Linked DNA regions of Mus musculus: regions 2, 3 and 4 are each linked to region 1. Evidence: chromatin contacts called from public Hi-C data. All regions are on one chromosome and are shown on one strand. The core of a region is the stretch at or near the end of the contact, and the rest is flanking DNA. Distances in the headings are between cores, read along the strand shown. Region 1 has its middle 110 kb from the start of Gm12707. Region 2 overlaps Fggy (FGGY carbohydrate kinase domain containing). Region 3 overlaps Gm12694 (a long non-coding RNA gene). Region 4 overlaps Fggy (FGGY carbohydrate kinase domain containing).

The links. Hi-C and Micro-C count contacts between places; a contact is called where the count stands out from the background.
Region 2: a Hi-C map of uterus shows a contact between it and region 1, with 7 times the contacts expected there. The contact joins two enhancer-like sites. A contact is called at or near these places in 1 of 15 datasets of contacts at CTCF or cohesin (the NIH/3T3 cell line), 4 of 484 Hi-C or Micro-C datasets (liver and uterus) and 2 of 115 datasets of contacts at active chromatin or transcription factors (cardiomyocytes and embryonic stem cells).
Region 3: a Hi-C map of liver shows a contact between it and region 1, with 2.1 times the contacts expected there. The contact joins two enhancer-like sites. A contact is called at or near these places in 2 of 15 datasets of contacts at CTCF or cohesin (the NIH/3T3 cell line and large pre-B cells), 5 of 484 Hi-C or Micro-C datasets (bone marrow-derived macrophages, liver, nephron progenitors and 1 more) and 1 of 115 datasets of contacts at active chromatin or transcription factors (embryonic stem cells).
Region 4: a contact with region 1 is called in a Hi-C map of uterus, with 4 times the contacts expected there. The contact joins two enhancer-like sites. A contact is called at or near these places in 1 of 15 datasets of contacts at CTCF or cohesin (the NIH/3T3 cell line), 6 of 484 Hi-C or Micro-C datasets (liver and uterus) and 3 of 115 datasets of contacts at active chromatin or transcription factors (embryonic stem cells, heart atrium and kidney).

The regions. Positions count from the first base shown.
Region 1 is chr4:95,376,365-95,379,391 of GRCm38.p6, forward strand. No RefSeq gene overlaps it. Among named protein-coding and RNA genes, the nearest start is that of Gm12707, 110 kb to the right of the region's middle. Within about 2 kb of position 1,622, at least 55 of the 459 cell types and tissues checked have an H3K27ac peak or open chromatin away from gene starts, as enhancers often do. A contact at or near this core is called in liver and uterus, where this site is marked.
Region 2 is chr4:95,787,493-95,790,519 of GRCm38.p6, forward strand. All of the region lies in intron 8 of Fggy (FGGY carbohydrate kinase domain containing), which reads left to right. Among named protein-coding and RNA genes, the nearest start is that of Hook1, 180 kb to the right of the region's middle. Within about 2 kb of position 1,554, at least 10 of the 459 cell types and tissues checked have an H3K27ac peak or open chromatin away from gene starts, as enhancers often do. A contact at or near this core is called in uterus, where this site is marked.
Region 3 is chr4:95,003,971-95,006,997 of GRCm38.p6, forward strand. All of the region lies in intron 2 of Gm12694 (a long non-coding RNA gene), which reads left to right. Among named protein-coding and RNA genes, the nearest start is that of Gm12694, 26 kb to the left of the region's middle. Within about 2 kb of position 1,466, at least 11 of the 459 cell types and tissues checked have an H3K27ac peak or open chromatin away from gene starts, as enhancers often do. A contact at or near this core is called in liver, where this site is marked.
Region 4 is chr4:95,741,700-95,744,726 of GRCm38.p6, forward strand. All of the region lies in intron 7 of Fggy (FGGY carbohydrate kinase domain containing), which reads left to right. Among named protein-coding and RNA genes, the nearest start is that of Fggy, 190 kb to the left of the region's middle. Within about 2 kb of position 1,407, at least 30 of the 459 cell types and tissues checked have an H3K27ac peak or open chromatin away from gene starts, as enhancers often do. A contact at or near this core is called in uterus, where this site is marked.

The sequences.
Region 1 (3,027 bases), core at 372-2,871:
AGCTTTGACTGTCTTCTATTCTGGATAGAGGAGTGGGGAACATTGTCTGGGCTCATTCTCTAATATAAGGACCTGGCAGGACACAGGCACCATGAATAGGGGAGTGGAGAGAAGGAAAAGGCTTCCATTGCCCTTGGCCTTGAGGGACTTGCTCTCTAATCCACTGAGCTAACTAACTCCAGACCTCTCCCCAAAGAGAACCGTGTAATAGGCATGTCAAACGATGGAGCCGATTGCTTTGGAAAGTTGTGTAAATAACTCTTTGGGCAGAAGAAAGATGGCCAACACCTGCTTTTTGTTTTCTGGAATTTATTAGAGCCACCCTGTGAGGGACGCTAAGCTTCCTGGAGCTTATTCACTTATCTGAGTTCATTCTTGGTTCAGGGCCGGCATTTTGGGGGGCCTAGAAAAAGCTGTCAAGGATCAGAGGAGGGTCACCAACTGCAGGCTTTGGGGAGGCGAAGGCGATTCATGAGAGCCAACTGGAGAGTAATGATCTTGCAGCCAGGTGTGCTGCTTTGCTGTATTTCCCTACCCAGATGCAGGGAAGAATACAGGAGGAAGAGCTGTGATAGTCATGGGTGCTGGGATGCCTAACCCTGTCTGTCGAGGGAAATATTTGGAGGTGAAGACAAAAGAATGTTGAGAATAATGTGTCAGGCAAAAGAATCATGTGGACAAAGACAGGGTCATCTTAATCCTTGCTTCCTGAAAATACAGTCTCTTTATCAGGAGAATCAACCTCAGCCAGAACTTACTAGAAACATAGAAGCTTGGGCTGTACTCTAGGCCCTGTACATCAGAGATACATATTTATAAGGTCCTTACGCACAATGATCTGAGAGAAGCACGAATCCAAATTCCATTTCTTAGAGAAGGTACCACTGTTTGATCAACATCTCAGTCCTAGCTGGTGCAACTTCCTGCCAGCCACAGTTGTATCAACTGCTGACCTGAAGATTCGGCCCAGGGCTGGTCTGCCGCTCCAGATTTATTTCAAACACCGGCATCTCCAGCCCTCATAAGCCCTCTGGGAAAATGGGAAGTCCCTCCCTGCTGGAAGGCTCGAGGAGTCTAGTTTTCTTTGAGCTAATACTGTCTGTACTTTTTGACCTAGTAATTCAACTTGGAGGATGCAAGCTCAGGGGAAAAAAAAATAATTCAAAATAAAATGGCCATCTCTGCTCAGCGGTTGGATGTTTACAGCTGTGCTGTCTCCAGTCATAAACAACCAAAGAGGAAACAATCCAAATGCTGGCAGTGGCCTAGGGGCAAGGCGGGGGCATGTTGTTCCCTAAGCACTATTGGGAACAGCCAGTCTGCCTCTGGGGACTGATCTTGATGTTATGGAAATTGGCTGGGCAGACAGGGAACCTGGGTTTCATTTTCATTCTGCTCTCCAACCACTGGAGACTCATGATGCCTGTGTCAAGGTCTTCTGCGACTCTTCCTATTTAAACATTGCATTTGTGCTCGTCCTGTGGTCCCTGTTCACAAAGACCCTGGGCAGAGCATGGGTGGTATAAAGAAAGAAACTTAAGTGGAGCTGACAGCAACTGTGTAGAGAGAGAAAAGAACAGGCACGGAGTTCATGTTCTGTGCAGACTCTGTGATACAAATAAAAGCTAATGTTTATTCAGGGCTTGTTGTTGCCAGAGGCTGTTTTAAGCACTTTTACATGAATAAACTCACTTAATCCTCCCATCAACACCATAAAATTGGAATTATTAGTCCCCTGTTTTTTAGATATGGTTGAGAAAATAATTTGCTTAAAATCTTCTGACAGAAGGAACAGGGCCAAGAATAGTATGTACCTTTTCTCTCTGATCCTGAAAGTCATACTCTTACCATCTTTCCAAGTCCTCACCATGTGGTCCCCAGATCACCATCAGCAACAATCCTGGACCTAACTTTGAAAGCCATGTTCTCCAGACCCACCTAGTCAGAAGCACAGGGAGGGCCCAGGCACTCTGCTTCAGCAAGCTCTATCCACCCATGTGATATGATACATGACAAATTTCTAGAATTATTGCTGCACCATGTGCTGCGTTTAATAATCGTGGAGCATGAGAAGTAGAAGTTCAGATAATTAATAGCACTGTATTGCTAAAGCAATTGGGAACCATGTGGTTGGTCACTTTTTTTTTTTTTTTGACTAAACATCTAGAAAAATAATAGATCCGGGGTGTGAGCCTAGTGTACCATGCCTATATTCAGTACCTCGCCAAAAATCAGTTTATTCAGAGAGAGGGAGCAGGGGATGGTTGCAGGACAGGAATTAGAGATTGGGAAATCAGGTAAACCATGAGAAAGTTAGCTCAGTTGTTCTACCCCTGGCAGATGGAGGTGACACTGTAGTGGTGGTGGTACCCAGAGCTGTGGTGGCAGCTTGGTTTGATCTGATTAGCCAACCTCTGTGTACAGGGCTGCTGGTTTTTTCTAGGCTCCATGCATAAGACCTATTTTTAGTTCAGCCTTGATAGGACATGCTGGCTGGGTGTTGCCAAATCCCAGGAACAATCTCACCCTGGCAGCAGGCAGTTTTTGCTTGGCTCAAAGATCGTGGAGGGCTGTCAGGGCACGTACCCAGCCTCCACCCAGATGCCAGTCCCACCTGGACCAGTCCTGGGTGAAAGAAAAAGATTCCAATGGAAGCCAAAGGAATTACGTATGATACACCTATTGAATGGCTATCAAAACCCACGGGCCATGGGGGCAGGGGATAGATACACTATGACTTGCTTCCAACCACCGGGCCAGTTGGTGGGATGGTGGCAGTTAGAACCTTAGGTTTTCAGATTTCTTTCTCTGAGGGATGAAGATGATCCTAGAGTCCTCTGGGACATGTTTGTTTGTCTTCTTTCTGCTTCTACTGACAACAAAAGATTGCTGAGTATTCATTCCCCTTATAACAAATACATCTTCCCAGGAGGAGACAGAGAGCTGAAGGCCCCAGAACGTACTGTTTCATGGGAATCAATGGGAACTTAGTGAAATTAGTAAAGGAAGCAAAACTTGAGAATCTTG
Region 2 (3,027 bases), core at 304-2,803, 410 kb after region 1:
GGCAACTGTTCTGATCTTTCAGAAACCAAGACAGTTGCTTTGCATCTAAGATCTCAGTTAATGGCCCTGAAACCCTAGGAGGCAGCTGTTATGTAAAGTCTCCTGGGGTGAGGAGGGAGCATCAATTAATACAAATGCCTTGAGTGTAAACATCAGTTATCTTCTTACATCAACCCATTAGAGACACAAATTGAAAACTGAGCAGTCTTCGTGGTTCAGCATAAGAAATGAGACTCAGGTTTTTTTCCACCCAAGCCTACTTCCATTTTCAGCTGCTCCCTCCCTCATGGAGACATCTTTGCATCTTACAAGGATTAACGAGACTTGTCTGTACTTTGAACTCAGACAGAAATGTGGATTAAATATTCCCTAGTAACATAATAAAGAGTACAGGGAGTCATAGACTCAGCACATGGCAAGGCAAGACTGTCTTGAAGCCTGAAGAGATGAAAAAGGACAGCCCAGAGTTGCTTTCTATTCTAACCTGCCTATAGATTTTTTTCAACATCCTGGCAGGAAAATTTTCCTGTCTGTCTTTTCAAGAGGGGAGCCAGACAGGGACCAGGCTAATCACTTGCTACACAGACCTGTTATTCATAGGTGAACAAGACGGTCCTCTTCTGTACTATGGCTAAGGGTATAGCCTCAGTGTCCAGCTTCCCATCCCGAGTTCTGCACACGGAAGGCCGTTCTGTCCTGCCAGGACTCAATACTTTGCTACTTTACCATCCTATGAGTCAAGTAAGAAAGAAGAAAATAGCTCCTACTCAAGAGCTATTTGTCTGTCCCTAAAGTGAGAGCCAGGTTCTCAGTTTGCCAGACCAGTGGCAAGCCAGACTATATCACATGCAGAGATCATGGGTTCTCTGGAATTGACAAGTCTGAAAGCCAGGCCAGTTCCTTATCTTACCACCTAGTGAGTGTAGAGAGAGGGAAAATCTAGGGACTCCTGAAGTGAACTTAACTCAGTCATAGAGTTTTTCTGACAGAGCCTTACCCATGCAGTCCATAGCCCTTCCCTAGAAACCTACTTCCCTGGAAATGGTAAAAATCTAGGAGGTGAATGGCTGCTTCCCTGGAGCCCCCAGATGTGCTTTGACTCCATAGTTGCTGAATTGCTCAGAGGTGACCCCTTACAACAGAAAGACGTGAAGGTCCAGATCAGATCTGCATCCTGCCACATAACATCCATGCAGCCATGGAAAGGCATTGACCTCCAAGAGACATGGTTTCTTGTCAGTAAACTAGGAAATTCCAAGACCACAGAGATTACCAGTACAAACGCATTCAACTGTAGTAACTTCTTGGCAAATAGTCACCCCCCTCCACGCCCACTGTGTGCCTTTGTTCGCCTTTTTTTTTTATTTAAAAAATAAGGGCAATTATCATTCTCTTTGGTTTGCAAACTGAATACAAATTAATAGCGTGCAGTTTCCATTTAAGCCACCCTCAGAGAGCTGTGCTGTATCATGCCATATATTTTACTGACAGTTGTTTTCGTCCCTTCTCTTTTCTCCTAAGGAAGTCCAGATGGGCCCAAGTACTTTCTCATACCCCAAAAGATCTACTCCAAGGGCTGGAATCAGGCCTGCTTCCCATCCAGATGATCTATTCATAACAAAAGCTGCCTCCTGGCCATTGCCCACAGCTGAATCCTGTTACTCTGAAGCCAGCATTTCATTTGTTTCTGATTGTCCTACAGTGTTTGCATACCTTATATATTAGTAGAGATTTTTTTTTTTGCACACAGACAGGGGTTAAGCACCCCCAAATTAACTTTTCCTCAATATCCTTTCTCCTTTGAGTCTCTGTATTACTGCTTCGGTGTTACAAACCACCTCTCTTTCCTATGATCTTATTTAAATGTAAAACAGTTTTTCTTTCAACTTAACCTCACAGCACTGCTGTTGCCTGTAGAAAAGAGGGAGGGTGTAACAGGAATTGTTTGATTATGCCCCTGCCCCACATTTCCTTACATAGGATAGTCCACAACTTTATTAAATGGACAGGCTGCATATCTATTCATGGCCCACAAGAGCTGAGCTGAAAGAGTCTCTGACTCTATTTTTTGCAACTTTTTTTTTTAAATCAAGTTGTTTCGAAAGAGAATGTCGTAGAGTCAGATTTGGTTAAATCCTGGTTTGGTCTTAGTTGTAACACACATTAAGTTAGAACTTAAGAGTTAATGCTCTGAACCTATTCTTTTTTTTTTTTTTTTCCTTTTTCATCAAAACTGAGTATAATGGACTCAGGCTTACCCGGATCTTAAGGCTAGGGGCAAAAAATGTGAAACTGGGCACCTGGAGATGGAGACTTGTTCCTTCTAGCAATTTCAGGTCTCCCAGGACTGATGCATGGTAGACTCAGGGGCCTACGGTACTGCTGACAGGAAGGAGGGCTGGGATCACTTCTGTACATCTGTCACATTTGTGATGTCCCTGGGTACGCAAGGAATAGGGCATTTCATCCTGTCTTCTCTATACCTGCCATTTCCTCTTGACTTCATGCTGTCTCGCCATTCATCAGTCTCCTTTTAAAGATGTATACGGTGAGCCTTGCCCTGGCATCTCAGCTGGGCTTGACAAACACTTTTGTTTATTTATAAACAAACGTTTATAAAGTCACAAAGGGAGGTACCACATCTAGATAGCTTTTAGTGCTCTTTGCCTAGCCATTTTAAACTTACCTTTTTATGTTAAGCCAAAACTGGAAGAAGAGTTCTACAGAGCAGATTTCTTCTTGTCTAGATTTGCATGAATGTCCTCTTAGCCATACCTGGAACACAGTGACTTGTTTGAGAGGATATGTCCAAAAGACAATAGCTAGTGCCCGTGCACAGAGATGGTGACTTTTTAAGATTTTCATGTATTTGGGAGAGCACTATAATAAAATTATGTTACTCTCCTCTTTCTCCCTCCAAAAGCTCCTATATAGCTTTCATTGTTCTTTTTCAAGCTCATGGCCTCTTTTTCATTAATTGTTGTTTATCTATTTATTTATTTTTTAACTATTTTTCTATTGCTCTAT
Region 3 (3,027 bases), core at 216-2,715, 370 kb before region 1:
GCAAGCTTAGGATTCTGCCCATGGACACAAGGCCCTGAGACAAAGTGCTGAGGGGGAGGGAAGGCTCCCCAGGTGATGGGAGTGTTTGGAGACACAGGGATACCTAACAGTATCTGGAGACTCGACGGCTGATTCAATGGTTATTTACTGAGTGACTCCTCTATGTCAGGTGACACATCATAGAAATAATGTGTGGCTGTCATCCAGAAATTCATTGTTAGAGGTTGAAATATACGTCTGAAATCCCTATGGGGAAGTCCTGATCCCCTGGTACCTCATAATGCGACTGGATTCACCAATAAGGCTTTTAAAAAGGTAATACAGGTAGCAAGAAATGAGTCAGGTGGGCCTTAGTCCAGAAATACGGTGTCATTCTAGACTATGGCATGGAAGGCAGGACTTCTTGCACAGGAGAAGAGAAGCGTCAGAAGAAGTCACCCTGCTAACCCTTTAATCTACATCTTCTAGCCTCCAGGACGGTGGGAAAATAAATTCCTGTTGCTTAATTGGACAACTTGTGGTATTTTGTCATGGCAGTTCTAGGAAATGAATGCATGCTGGGAATATAAATTTTGCAAGATGTAGTTTCCTGGACTTCAAATGTCCATGCTACAGGGAGACCTTAGACAAGCACTGGTGATTCTGGGCTGTGATGTAGCGCAGTTGCCTTTAGCTGGGTGCAGGTGAGTTTGGCCATAACCCTAAACTTTTTTTTTTACATGTTTTCACATATTTTTTGACTTATTTACTTTGACCTTCATATCACCCAATGGCATGACTCTGATGCCTGAAGGAGGTCCCTTTCTGTGCTATCTGGTTGATACATTCCTCTCTGCTCCACCCAGGGACAATCTGTTGACCTTCAAATACTCCTCCATATTTCAATTCTGCCCTTCCCCTTCCACTCAGTTTCTTCTGTCTCTTCAATATGGACCATTTGTCTTGTTTAATTCCTTATTTCCCTAAACCAATACCCTATGTAGCCATATAGGCATATGCATATACAGGTTGTTTCACTTTTCTGTTAGTGTGCTTGCCTTCTGTATACAAATCTCTCTCTCTCTCTCTCTCTCTCTCTCTCTCTCTCTCTCTCTCTCTCTCTCTCTCTCTTTCTTGTTAGGTTGGTTGTATACTTTCAGAGCTCAACTTGATGCCCAGCATAGAGTTTTGCTCCAAATCTAGTAGAATATGGGAGTGGAATTAGAATGGGCCCTAGACTCTGGGTTCTTTCTTTGCTATAACCTACAAGAACAAAGAACATTCATCCAGAAAAAAAAAAAGAAAAAAAAAGAAAAACAGAAAAAAAGAATGACTTTACAGGGTAGCGTGTAGACGGGTTGTACACACACGCATGAGTAACTGTGTTATCTTCAGTAATGATTTTAGCTCTGACACTAGACCACCTCCATTATACCAGTCAGCCAGCAGTGTGATGACCAATTTTCCAAATGATTAACCAAATGTTTGCTTTGCTCAATCTAACAGAGCAATTAGAGAGAATGGTGGTGAGACCAGGACGAGAAGTCTTAGAGAGCAGAGAAGGGAGCAGTCCTAAGCAAAGAACAATGGAGCTTGCTTTTAAGATCGTCTTTTAAGAAAGATGAGTGGAGTTCATGAGTATTCCAGAGAGTGAATGGCTCAGGCCACGTCATGAGACTTGGGATTGTGCAATAAAGATCAAGAGGACATGAGCATGTTGGGGGTAGGGGATAGGTAGAAAATTAAAGGTCACAACCAACATCTTTGTGCACAACATTTGTTTACATTTGAAATATTTATAGAAAGTTTTAGATTTGAGCATTGTTTATACTACCAAAATATTGGAAATGTCCAAGATATGAGAAAAGATAAAGTATGATGCATTTATTCAGTATAATATAATAGCTATATGATTAAATATGGTTGTAATAAAGATCTTGATATAACTATGTCTTTTGAGTAATCATAAATGAAATAGCAGGGTTTGGCTTGATCATATGTATTTAAAAATAAAATAAATTATAATCAGAGGAATCAAATGTAGGAAATAATGTCAGTGATGGTCATTTGGGTGATGCCCTTCTACGCTGTTATAGCTTATTTTGTGCTTTTCAGTTATCTACAATGGAAATGAAAGTCTCACGATGGACCTTTGAAAGATCCAGCAAGGCCTGGTAGTGCAGGACTGTAGTTCCAGCTCCTGAGTGAATCAGAAGGATCAGAAGTTCAATGCCTATCAGGGCTTCATGTGCATTCAAGCTGTTTGGTTTACAGGGTGAGTGTAAGGTCAGTCTGGACAAGTTGGCAACACCCTGTTCAAATTTTTTTTTAAGTAAAGAACAAAAATTCTGGGGGGATGCATGTCAGTGGCAGGATGCTCGCCCATCACGTATGAGGCCCCTGGCTCAACCCCTAGCACCACACGTGATAGGAAAGAAAATGCTCGTGTCCTGCCCCCAAGATTTCTGATGTCAGTCCTTTACAGTTTATGGTTAAAAGACGAAGTTTGTAGGAACCTTGTGTGACCAGAAGAGAAAAGGCCACAAAGGCCGGGCGTGGTGGCACACGCCTTTAATCCCAGCACTTGGGAGGCAGAGGCAGGCGGATTTCTGAGTTCAAGGCCAGTCTGGTCTACAGAGTGAGTTCCAGGACAGCCAGGGCTACACAGAGAAACCCTGTCTCAAAAAAAGAAAAGAAGAAAAAAAAAAAAAAAGAAAGAAAGAAAAGAAAATTAAAAAAAAAAAAGGAAAAAAAAGGCCACAATATCACTGAGAGACAAAGAAAAGATCAAGAAAGAAAACAAAAGACCAATGGCTGTAATTTTGTCTGTCCTTATCTAAAACTGAGAGGCGATATCAATTGTTAGTCTTTCTAGTGAACTCTGGGCCCAAAGGGTAGAAAGAGGGTTAAGTCCCACCACAACCCAACACCACTTTCAGTCTCACTGAAAGCTTCCCACTGACTTTTAGTCTCTAAGCAGACAGTGCTAGCGCAGTGTCACACACGGTTCAGCCAACCCCTTCCAGTCCATTTGAGTTCTGTCCTTCT
Region 4 (3,027 bases), core at 157-2,656, 370 kb after region 1:
ACGTTCATTAATCAGTACATATGGAAAGTGAGTTTGTGAAGTTCAAAGATAAGAGTAAAGTCCTAGGTTCTTAAAGGACAGAACTCGGGTCTGTGCTGACTGGAGAGGTTGACTGAAGGGATTCTCATTACTGACAATTCTGGACAACTTTTATCCTTATACCTTCTTTTCCCGTCTCTTGTCCCATCATCACCTTGCAGCCAGCTCAGGATTAGAGTATCTGGGAAGGTAGAGAGGCCCAGATGCAAAACTTGCACTCATTATCCACCTGTCATGTTGGGTTGCAGAGGAAAGCAAAAGCCTGAGAGACCTGAGAAGACCATTTGACCATAGATACAATAAAGATAACAATCCAACATGTGCAGACCTGTCTGTTCTGGGTGTGGACCTGGAGATGATCAGCAGTGAGCAAACACACAAGTGTGAGAGATTTGTCTTGTTCCTTCCTGCTTTGTGTTTATGTAGCTTCATAGTATTGATTTGAGATAGCAGGTTTCTGACCAGAGTAAATTCTTGTTCTACCTACAAATGGGCTACCTCTTAAACTTTTATTCTTTGATGGAAAAGATTATCAATGGCTCATCTCTTTTTTCTGTGAAAACTGATGATATATACATTACACATACACACACGCACACATGCACACATACATACATACGCCCCTTAAAGGAAGTTGTTGGTATACTGGTCTGCCACATACTAGGCACCCAATAATGAAGCCTTTCTTTTTGGTTTTCTCACCCCAGAATCTAAATACCTATTAGAAAGGGAAGACCTTAGTGGATGAATGCCTTTCATTTGTGGATGAAAGACATTCACCCACAATTTTTTTTACGTAATTTGTTTATGAAGTTCCCTCCCAGGTGTGAAATATCTCTCAACAGAACTTCCACTTCCTGTCCGGGAGATAGTCAGGCAGAAAAGAAGAATCTAAAGATGCAACTCGCTCTGTCTCCCCAGGTGCCCTGGTTTTGTCTTTCTCGTGTCCTCTAAGAGAATGTGGAATTCAGTACTCTCAGTTGTATAGGTTTCCAGAAACAGCCATAAGTACTGGTTGGATGAATTTAGTGCTGAGACCCCCAAATGTCAATATAAGAGCCTAACTTTGTAATGGGATGCCATGCAGGCCTCTCACAAAGCTGCCTTGACAACCATGGGCTGTCATATGCTTGCCTGACCTGACCAGCTATGGACCCCATATTCTGACCAGGAGGAGGGGTCAACTCTCAGCAGAAATATCCCATAGACTCTCATTCCCAAAGACAGCCTGGGAGGGGAAGATAAAGATCAAAGAGCAACACAGCTCAATTCATGTGTTTTCCAGCTCTGGAAAGAGAGGAGGAAGGACTTTGTGGGAATGAAAAAAAAATCAAAGATAAAAGAACATTTTGTTCTGAAAGGACTGGTTAGAGAGTTCTCCGGCAGACAGGCAGCAGATAGGAGGGGTTTTGTTTGCACTTTGTGGGGGTGGTTCGGCCAGGACTCCTGCTGCTGGTATTTTTCTAGCTTGTAAAAATAGCATTAACTTTGTTCCAGGTCTGTTCTTGGCTCCAGCGCCCCAACTGTCCTGAAAGAAAATAACAACTTCATTTCTCTCTCAGGCCCCACTCCTTTCAGTGGGTCCTGCCTATCACACAGACTTCTGACTCTCCATCGAAGCTTGAAGATGCTGCCATCTTCTTATAGAAACCTTCCCTGGCTCCCTGACTCTCTTTCTTTTGTCTGTGTTCTTGTTGTTATGTTTGCTGGTTTGTATGTCAGTATCATCTTATTTACTCATGTGTAGGTTCTTATAGCACAGTCATTTCATCCTGAGTAGCTGGTGTCACAGTTAGTGACTGGGTGAATGAAAGAATGGCATTCCCTTACCAGTGGACACTCACTTCAGCTGAGGCCGCTGTCCTTTCATACTAGCTGTACTTGGTTCAGTACTTCAGGAAGAAGCATTGGGTCCCAGCAATTCTTCATCTACACCTAAATGTATCAGAATCTCCATAATTTCTGGTTACGCTCATATTAACATGCTCTGGTCAAAATCATACATTTTTGCTAGGTTGAACACAGGTCTTTGATTCTCAACATTGGATTTTCTGTCAGATGTTGCATTCGCTTAAACTGCTCTTCTGAGTTGTGTTGAAACAAAATAAGGATTTTGCATTTTCTTGTTTGTTTGTTTGTTTGTTTGTTTTTCTAATGGCAGAGGAATTTATTTAGCCAGTCTTAGGGAAAGAACTTCTGGTTCTTGCCTTGCTAGGACAAATCACAGTTGTTTTAGTGACAAACCATGCCAGTTACTATCTCACCATTTTCTGTATTCTGGGAGAGAGGGTGGGGAAGCAGCAGGTTTCAATAATGTGATTTGGGGAGTGTTTACTTATAATTATTATACACAGATGTGTATAAGATGAGGTGATTTTATAGCAAGCATTGTTATTAGCAATGGTCTGTTACATTTCTAAACTTTAGACTGGAGAAGCACATTTCTGCCCAGTTACTCCTCAGAGCAACTTTGTAGTTGAACAGAGCAGATGTGCCACCCCTTATTTGGCCATGGGAGCACCTGAGTCTCAGAGTTGAGTTATGAACAGACGTGACTTGTAATCTCACATGAAGTTCAGAAAACAGCTCTGCACATCCTGCTCTCCCCCTGCATTTGTCAAGTGAGGCAACACTGGCTGGTATTCTGAGTTTGTCAGAAACTACGCGGTGAGGTGGAGGCCTGTGAGTAAGCCTGTCTAGTCAGATCCCATAGCTCATACTTATCACTGAGTGATATAGAATGAGGGCCCGATGACTTTGTGGCTCTTCTACTTTTGAATTTGTCCCCTAGATTATCTACCTAAGTAACAGATCTTGAGAAAAGCCTTCCAGTGAGTATCCACTGATAAGCAGCTTTCTGAGCTGGTGGAGACGGGAGGTGAATGTGAGGGAGCAGAAGAGTTTTGGGAAATTGCAGCCTAGTGCACTGGCAAGTAAGTGCTATAATTACAGTTATTTGTGCTAAGTGTGGAAGGCTTTGGTAAAACA